Linked DNA regions of Mus musculus: regions 2 and 3 are each linked to region 1. A link is a contact called in public Hi-C data. All regions are on one chromosome and are shown on one strand. The core of a region is the stretch at or near the end of the contact, and the rest is flanking DNA. Distances in the headings are between cores, read along the strand shown.

Region 1 (2,760 bases), core at 91-2,590:
TACAATCAACAGAGCTCTTCCTTGAATTCACTTTTGGCCAAGTAAAAAATTATATATTGTACGGGTAAAGATATGAAAACAGGGTCCTTGTTTCCTAAACGGTCAAAGTCTAGCTGCAGCATCCCACCCGCACGGGCTTACTTGAACAACTGAGCAGATTCCAACAGCAGAGAATGCCATTGTCAGTAGTGCCGAGGAGATACTTTGAGCATGTCAGTCTTCCAAAGCAAAGGTGCCTAGGCCAAAATCACATAAAAGATGAGCAGCAGGCAGCTCTAGTACACTTAGCGACAAAGAACTGCAGGCTTAGACCACTGCGTTTAGTTCTACTCAATACAGACTTATAAGCAGGCATAGTTTTATTCTTTTTGTGTTTCTAGTTCTTACAGCAATGGAAAAGATGCTAAGCCAATAGAAAGGGGTTATGTAGGTATTTGCACTTCTTTAGGAAAACAGGTGTGATGCTATGACCAACTCGATCACGTAACAATCCATGCCACAAAGAAGAATTTATGAACTTCATGCCACTTAACAAAACCTTATATATTTAAAATGAGACGGAATTAGTCGCCTATTATTTTGTCCTCAGGTCTGGGAACCAAACGTATTAGTTTGAGTATTACATTGTATTTTTAAGGGAATGCATAAAGACTGGCAGGTCAGGATCAACCATGGCTAGCATATCTTAGTTTTTACACAATACCCTCATGAAAGTGTTTACTATCCCGAAGAAAGCTGCGTACAAAAGTTCAATGTGAATCCTAGTGTAAGAAATGCTTATAAACTACTCATGAACTCACGGGTTACAGCTTCTCAACATTTTGATTAACGTTTTACCCTTATTCCCCAGAAAACTATTGATTACCTCTTTGGGGAAAACATACATTATTACTGAAGCTTAAAGGCTTTTTAAATTAAAAATACATACATACATTGGTAGCAATACAAACTAATTTACCTACCTTATTTTCCCAGCTCGTTGGCAAAATGTACATTTTAGTTCCCATGTTTGTGAGTCCCATATTGTAACTATTTCCTCAAAACTAACTGCCAGTAAGGAACCATCTTCAGAGAAACAACAATTGGTTGCTTGATACTTGTGGTAACTACCCACAAAGTCACAAGTCCAAGCAATGGCTTTTTCTGTGGAAAAAGAAACCATAACAAAAATGGCATAAATATGAAATAATGTTAAGAGGCAGGTTATAAGCAGAAGGTTAAACAAAGAAAACAAAACATAACAAAATCCCAGATTCCCCACAACTGTTCTAAGTAAACAGTGTAACCTACTGACAGGTATTTTTCCCCTTCCTGGAGACCTTGAGCTCCCTCTAGTGGAGGAGAAAGAGAGAGACACCTAGTGGCAGGAACCCTTTATGCTGCATGAAACAGACACAAAACGCCCATCTACTTGCCCAAAGCACAGATTCTGGTGGAAAGATATGTAAAAATTTAACATGAAAAATAGTTGCTGAAATTAAGCAACAGTTTATAGAATTAACCAAAACAGAAAACACCTTCTCAAAAAAGACATAAATGTCAATATAAATATATCACTTCTTTTTTATTGTTTTTGTTTGTTTGTTTGTTTGTATTTTCTCTGTATAGTCCTGGCTATCCTGGAACTCACTTTGTAGACCAGGCTGACCTCAAACTCAGAAATCCGCCTGCCTCTGCCTCCCGAGTGCTGGGATTAAAGGCGTGCGCCACCACACCCGGACAATATCACTCTTAAAACTGTAATTTTTCAACACAATCTGAGTGAACTTACTGTATATGTCAGAGTCATCTGTTAATATCCACACTTTGAAGTGGCCATCTCTGCTAGCTGTGACCAGGATGGGTTTTTCATAGCTTTCTGCATTATTGAAACAGAGAGCTGTGATGTGGTCATCATGTGGCATGGCGATCTTTGTGTTAAGAACAAACCTAGTTGAAAGAAAACCACAAATTCTCAGAAAAGCTATGGTATGCTAACACTCTGCAATATCAGGCAATATCTTCAAAATGGGCAACTGATGGATTATTACCCCAAAGGACAAATTTCCATACTCTAACAGTCTCAAGACCAGTTCTAACATCATCCGGTGTGACTCAAACACAGAGCATTATATATAGTGGCCAGCTCACTGGGAAAAATAAATAGAAATCAAATCATAGCTGAAGGCCTACTGTACTAGATTCTGTAGGATAAATACACAGAACTTAGAGGTCTGGCTTCTTCTAAAACAGACAAAAGAAAAACAGCGAAAAAGAATGGCTGTGGTAAGAATGGCTCCCTATATATTGTGAAAGCATGAAATAAAAATGATCCATTCAAACTGTCCCTTCATCAACAATGCTTGCTATGTCCTTATAGTATAAGAACAGCACAGTGTTTCTATGTTAAGAGCATGTAATAAGAGAGAGGACCAGTAGCAATCACTTAGTTCTGGGTCTCTTTTCTCATCTGTAAACTGTGGGGCAAAGACTCAGTGAGAATGTATGTTTTGTTCACCTGATACAATTGTCGTACTGCCTTAGTCTGCTAACCTAGGCCTAGTCATAGAAGCTTCTAGCCTCTTCCTAGGCCTAGAATGTTACCAGCCTCTGACATGTACTGGTAGGTTAAGCTCACCCTTCCTAGTTCTTTCTGAACTCCATCTGGCTGGCTGGTTCAACTCAGCTGTTCTGGTTCAAACTCCTCTCCAAGATGACTGACTCAATCTGGCTTCTTTTTCGGCCTCTGACGTTTTGTTCAGCTTGGCCTCAAACTAACTT
Region 2 (2,760 bases), core at 125-2,624, 1.7 Mb after region 1:
TGTTTCTGGTCTGGGCTGCTTTTATTCTCCTACTACTGAGGAGAGTTTAAGTCTTGTCTGGCTGTAAGAGTAAAATTTTTCCCTTGCAACATCTCAGTGTTGGCTCCTGGTTTTTGACACTGTAACACACTCAAGAACCCAAAGAAGAGAGGAGAGAGTCTGGGGAAGAAAACGGGCAGAGGAGGGAAAGAAGGAAGACAGGTTAACAGACAATAAGGAAGTGTTAATTTAAAAATGTTAAGACTGTAACTTGAGAAAGCACTTGTCATAAATGGCTTTCCCTTAGTTGTTTCTTAATATGTACTGTGTCAGAAGAGGGCAGGTAACCAAGTGCATAAGGGGGATTTAATTCATTTAGTAAACATTTGCCACGTGTTATCCTAATCAGGAGAGTCAGTCAAATAAATACACACACACACACACACACACACACACACACACACACACTCCTTAAGGAAAAAGACAAAAAGGACATGTAGATGAAGTCCTAAGTAAAAGCTGCAATCTGAGGAACTGGAAGAGTCAAACCTCTGCAGTTGGGCTTGCTTGGTAGGTTTGGGGTGAAGTGGCAAAGCCCCTGAAAGAACAGGAGGAAATTCTGATTATTTGGCTCTAAAGAGGAAGGTACGAAGTCTTTGGGTGGGACTGAGTGGATGGGTCCTATATACCCTCAGGGTTATCCAAATGAAGTGATGGGCACAAGGATGCTAGCAACCCACCCTTCTGATGACCGGTAGACAAAGCAGGCAATGGTAATGTGGGAGGCTTAACCTAGCCTGGCGCACAGGGAATTACGAGGTCAAGTCGCCAAAAAATAAAAATACTTTAGGTGAATGGATAGATAGATGATTGATAAATGAGAGAGAGAGAGAGAGAGAGAGAGAGAGAGAGAGGAGAGAGAGAGAGAGAGAGAGAGAGAGAGAGAGAGAGAGAGAGAGAGAGAGAGAGAGAGAGAGAGAGAGAGAGAGAGAGAGAGAGAGAGAGAGAGAGAGAGAGAATGAGAGAATTTTAAGTGCAAGATTTTGTTTTGGGCCGCATGCATAGCTGTCCTATGCCCGCGAGGTACTGAATCGTACCCGCCTGAAATGCAAAGGGATAAAGAATTCACGGCGGGATGTGAGGAAAGAAGTTGTCAGGGTTGACTCCGTGTCTTCCGATGGGCTGATCAGACCGGAAGAAGCCAAGGCAGCGACAAGAAAATCCTTTCCCGCGCTCGGCTCGGCGGTCCCAGCATACAGACTCCGGCTTCAGGAGTCCAGCCTCCAGGCGCCCGCGAGGGGCGTGGCCGAGCTAAAAGCCGGCAGAAAACTCTCTTTCCCGGCGAGCCTCGCGGCGCGCCCCACGAGCCCCGGGCGAAGCCTGCGTGCGCCAGCGCAGTAGCGGGCCGCGCTGACGGGGGCGGCGAGGCGGTCGCTTCGAGCGTGTTAGTTCGCTCCCTGAAGAGAGTGAGGGCGGTTGGGCGCTGGCGGTCACTCGTGCGTTCGCTGGTAAGCGCGGCGGCGGGAAGTGGAGGCAGCGGTGGTGAGGCCGGCCGGCAGCTCCTCGGGGGCTGCTGCTCTCCTCCGCCCGAGGCGTCCGTGGAAGCCAAGCGCTCCCGGCCGGCAGCCGCCGACGGTCTGTTTTGCCGAGGAGGGTGGACACGGGTTTAGGACGACGGGCAGGTGGAGCCGGGCCGCGGCGACTCTCACGAGCTGTTGGGGGTGACGGGAGCTAAGCCTCCTCCCAGACGGGCCCGGGACGCGCGCGTTCGTTAAGCGAATAAACGACGGTTCCCGTCGACCTCTAACCTCGGGTTTGGAATTTTTTTTTTTTTTTTTTTTTTTTGGTCGTATGGTTGGTCGACCCCGGCGATCCTAGAACTCACAGTTTTGTTCGCGCGGTGACAGCCTAGGTAGTGCTGCAGACGGAACAGACAGTGAGTAAATGTTTATTTTTTTTTAAACTGGAAGTCGGGTGGCCGTGGCGTTTGGGGAGCTTAGTGGAAGCTAACTACCAGAAAATAACTACCTTGTGAGTGTGAGTAGCCCCTCCCCCCTAAACTGTTGGCTTGATTGTCCAGGACGTTTGAACCCCGTACCGCATCAGCTATATTTGTTTTGTGTCACAGTCGTCACCTTGTTTCTACCGGGTTGGTGGGTTGGTGCAGTGTTCTCCCTCTGCTGTGGGGCGACACTGAGGCTGAGCCAGGCTTCCGTCCTCCCTTATCTAAAGCGTGGGGGGGGGGGGGGGGGCGGAGATAACAGTCGCTTCGAGCGCTTACCATATGGGACGTTTTCGGTGTTGCTGAAGCAGTCTAGAACAAGTTCATAATGAAGTCTGGAGGAAAGCCGTTTTCCTTAAAATCACAGGTTAGTCTGGAAGAGCTTCCCAGGTTGATATTAACTTAAAAACATGTATCTAAGTGTACTGTTTTTCTGAAATCCCATTAAAGTGACAGGAAAGAGTTCTTTATGGGGTTGGTTGGTTGTTTTGTGTTTAGTTTTGTTATTGTTTGTTTTGTTCTGTTTTTGAGACAGGGTCTTGCCCAGTCTGGTCTCAAATTTGCAGATTCTCCTTTCTGCCTTTCAAATCCTGAGATTATAGTCAGGCCCCACCCAACCTGGCTTTTGCGAGGGTGGGGGGGTAGTCACTGGGAAAGACACCTTGGAGATATTAACAGTTGAATAATGAACTCTTAAAAAGCAGTGGTTAAACCAACGGGGGGGGGGGGAATCTATAAAACTAGTCTGAATTAATAAAAGCCTTCAGATCACACAAAAA
Region 3 (2,760 bases), core at 148-2,647, 1.0 Mb before region 1:
AGAATGTCTTCCTTTGACAGCAGAGAAAGAGGAGTAGAAGAAGCTCACTGTGGTTTTAGCCACTCATTAAGCACTCGAAAGATGTTCCGTGTACAGGTAGAAAACAAAAGGCAAAACAGCTTCTTTCATGGAGTTCAAGTCAGCGAGACAGGCCACGTAGCCATACCGAATAGGTTTGGCTTTCTATGCCCCTCCTCGGTTCTCTCAGGCAAGTTACTTATTTCCTATGACTTTATTTCCTGGGTAGTCATTCTTCAGTCTGTTAGGAATATTAAATTAATACACACGCAAAGCATGCTGGAGGTACCTGATACATAAAGCTGGCAATTACTACTGCTCAGAGTTATATGCACTCTGTTCATCCATAAAGCAAGGCCAGAATTCACTTTCACTAGTAAATACGCTCAGCTTGAATACAGAAACACAGGCATCTGGGCAGAATACAAATAAGCCTAGACATGAATTAAGAGTCAGGAAGCAGAGTAATGAATAATGAAGCAAAGAGTTTGCCGAGCCTCCTTTTAAGAAAATTGTGGGTTGTTAGTTGCTTAAGAGGGGAGGAGGCCATTGAGAATGGCGGTGTGAGCAAAGGGATCCAAGAACAGGCAGGATATAAGCATGAATGCACCGGTGTTGCTGGGCGGATGGGGGGGGGGGGGCTTGCCTTTGGGTGTAAAACTGTTCCAGTAAGAGAAGGTGGTGGGAAGTCCTTGGATGGGTACCCAAAGCTACCAGAACTACGTGACATTTTTAAACTCAACTCCTTTCTGTTTGGGAAGTCCCACTGTAAGTGCTCTTTAAATGGGGGTGCGGTGGGGGGAGTTATGCAAAACACTTTGCACATAGCACTAAAGTTTAGTTTTGCCCAGAGACTGGCACGGTCGCTGGGACAGAGGGGGCGGAGTTAATTTAATATAGATGTCTAACCCGTGTACAGATCAGCAATCCTAATTGATCACTCCGAAACTTCGGCCTAGGACGCTCGTTCTCCAGGCTTCTACGTCTCATCCGCTAGCCCAAGGCCTCAGCAACCGACGTGCGAGGCCAGGCGAGGCGACCAAGGCCGTTCCACGCATGCGTTAAAAGCCGCCCCAACTCCCCCCAATCCCCGAGGAGTCCTTTCTCAGAACAAAACTAGCGCGGAGCTACAGAGCTCCGCAATTTGCGTAGATCTAATTTCTTCCAGTTGCCGCCAGTCGGTGTAGCTCCCGCCGGTGCCGCCGCTCTCCTACGCCAGGCGCGTCCGCGAAGTGAATGGCTGAACGCTGCCGGTGCGCCGCCGGCGTAGCGCCGATCAGGCCGAGGTGCGGCTGCGCAGGGCGCCCGAGCGGGCCGGGTGCGCCGCCGGCGTAGCGCTGAGGCGGCCAGGGTGCGGCTGCGCAGGGAGCCGGAGCAGGCTGAGTGCGCCGTCGGCGTAGAGCGCCGGCTCTCGCGCTAGGCTCCGCGACGCAGATAGCGCAGGCGGCTTTGGAGAATACACGACTGGGTGCAGCCGGGGTTTGGTACCGAGCGGAGAGGAGATGCACACGGCACTCGAGTGTGAGGTAACTATAAAACCCCGATTTGTTTACATTCCCTCCCCCAGAACCGGCCCCGTGCGCGGCGGAGCCTGGGAGTCCCGGGACGGCTGGGGAGGCTGGGCGGCCGGGTTGGGGCTGGCACCGGGGCCTCTGGGTTGGGACGCGTGTGTTCGCAGCTGCTGCAGGCGGTGGCGGCGAGCAGGAGAGCGGCGCGTGAGGCTGGGGCCAGCCGAGTGTGCCGCGTCGGCGGTGGGGGACCCGCGCCCCACGGCCTGCTGCGGGGCCGCGGAGCGGGCAGCGCCGGTTGAGGGCTGCGCGGGCTTCCCGCGGCCGCCGTACGGGGGACCCGGGACCCGAGGCAGGTCCCAGGGGCTCGTCTGCGGGGGGTAACGGACGGCGGCCGCTCAGCTCCGGGCCAACCGAAAAGGCTCGGTGGGGCGCGCGGGAACTGCGTGTGGCGCAGCCCACGGGTCCCGGAGCCGGGTTGTGGGGCGACCGTGGTGCGGCCGCGGGCTTTGTTCCCGGCCACCGGGGTGTAGGGTGGCGTGGGCGCGGTTGGGAGCGGAGGGAAGTGGCCGGCCCACCGCGGGGTCCGCATCCGCTCCACGCTTCGCTCCTCCCTTGGGGGGGGGGGGGTCTTCGGAACTCTCCAGCCTGGCGAGGCGTCGGGTGGCGTGACGTGGAAGGGCTTCCTGCGGCTTCTGAGAAGACGCGTTCACGTGGGAGCCTGTCCACATGGGCCGAGTTTAAGGAGCTGGGCACGTGGAAGAAATCTCACCGCAGGACGCCCCGCCACCGATTTGGAAGGGTCCTTCACCCCAGTGTCTGCTCCAAGTGACACAAAGCATGAGTTAAAAGACAGTACAACCCACCGTCTCCTAGAAACTTATTTATGTCTCCGTTAAGTGCGGTAACTAGCGGGTGACAGGTTTCTTGTATGTTTTCTTTTTGGATGTGTATCTAATGGTAATTAAGAAAAAGTAATACAAGAGCTGGAGGCTTAGAATTGTTAACAGTGCTATTGGGAAGCCTAAACAAAGCAGAACTTCTGTGTACAGAGTAATGTTAGGATTCCCGTAATCTACAAGTATTTGAGTACCTTGTGAGTCATTTCTCCTGGACCTTGGGAGTCCATCCCACACACCCCTCTTCCTATGTGCATTGGACATTACAGTAGGATGAAAGACACATCAGTGATAAAGTGATAAATGCTGTGAAGGAAATAAAATGTGCTGGTGGG

Evidence for each region. A called contact is a pair of places that touch in the nucleus more often than the background predicts.
Region 2: a Hi-C map of B cells shows a contact between it and region 1, with 5 read pairs. The contact joins the promoter of Tex30 here to the enhancer-like site in region 1. A contact is called at or near these places in 15 of 39 promoter capture datasets (the 3T3-L1 cell line, cranial neural crest, embryonic stem cells and 7 more), 4 of 484 Hi-C or Micro-C datasets (B cells, LSK cells, embryonic stem cells and 1 more), 7 of 115 datasets of contacts at active chromatin or transcription factors (embryonic forebrain, embryonic limb bud, embryonic stem cells and 2 more) and 2 of 9 other capture datasets (embryonic stem cells and macrophages).
Region 3: a contact with region 1 is called in a Hi-C map of B cells, with 6 read pairs. The contact joins the promoter of Slc39a10 here to the enhancer-like site in region 1. A contact is called at or near these places in 3 of 39 promoter capture datasets (the HPC-7 cell line, liver and pre-B cells), 6 of 484 Hi-C or Micro-C datasets (B cells, the G1E-ER4 cell line, the N1E-115 cell line and 3 more) and 3 of 115 datasets of contacts at active chromatin or transcription factors (astrocytes, large pre-B cells and stem cell-derived neural progenitor cells).

The regions. Positions count from the first base shown.
Region 1 is chr1:45,815,646-45,818,405 of GRCm38.p6, reverse strand. It overlaps Wdr75 (WD repeat domain 75), which reads right to left. Exons shown (of 21, transcript NM_028599.3): 13 at 1,772-1,929; 14 at 963-1,143; 15 at 142-236. Among named protein-coding and RNA genes, the nearest start is that of Gm30900, 13 kb to the left of the region's middle. Within about 2 kb of position 1,340, at least 8 of the 459 cell types and tissues checked have an H3K27ac peak or open chromatin away from gene starts, as enhancers often do. A contact at or near this core is called in B cells and Th1 cells, where this site is marked.
Region 2 is chr1:44,101,055-44,103,814 of GRCm38.p6, reverse strand. Tex30 (testis expressed 30) reads left to right here and starts at 1,374. Exons shown (of 6, transcript NM_001356297.1): 1 at 1,374-1,487.
Region 3 is chr1:46,852,255-46,855,014 of GRCm38.p6, reverse strand. Slc39a10 (solute carrier family 39 (zinc transporter), member 10) reads left to right here and starts at 1,397. Exons shown (of 10, transcript NM_172653.3): 1 at 1,397-1,544.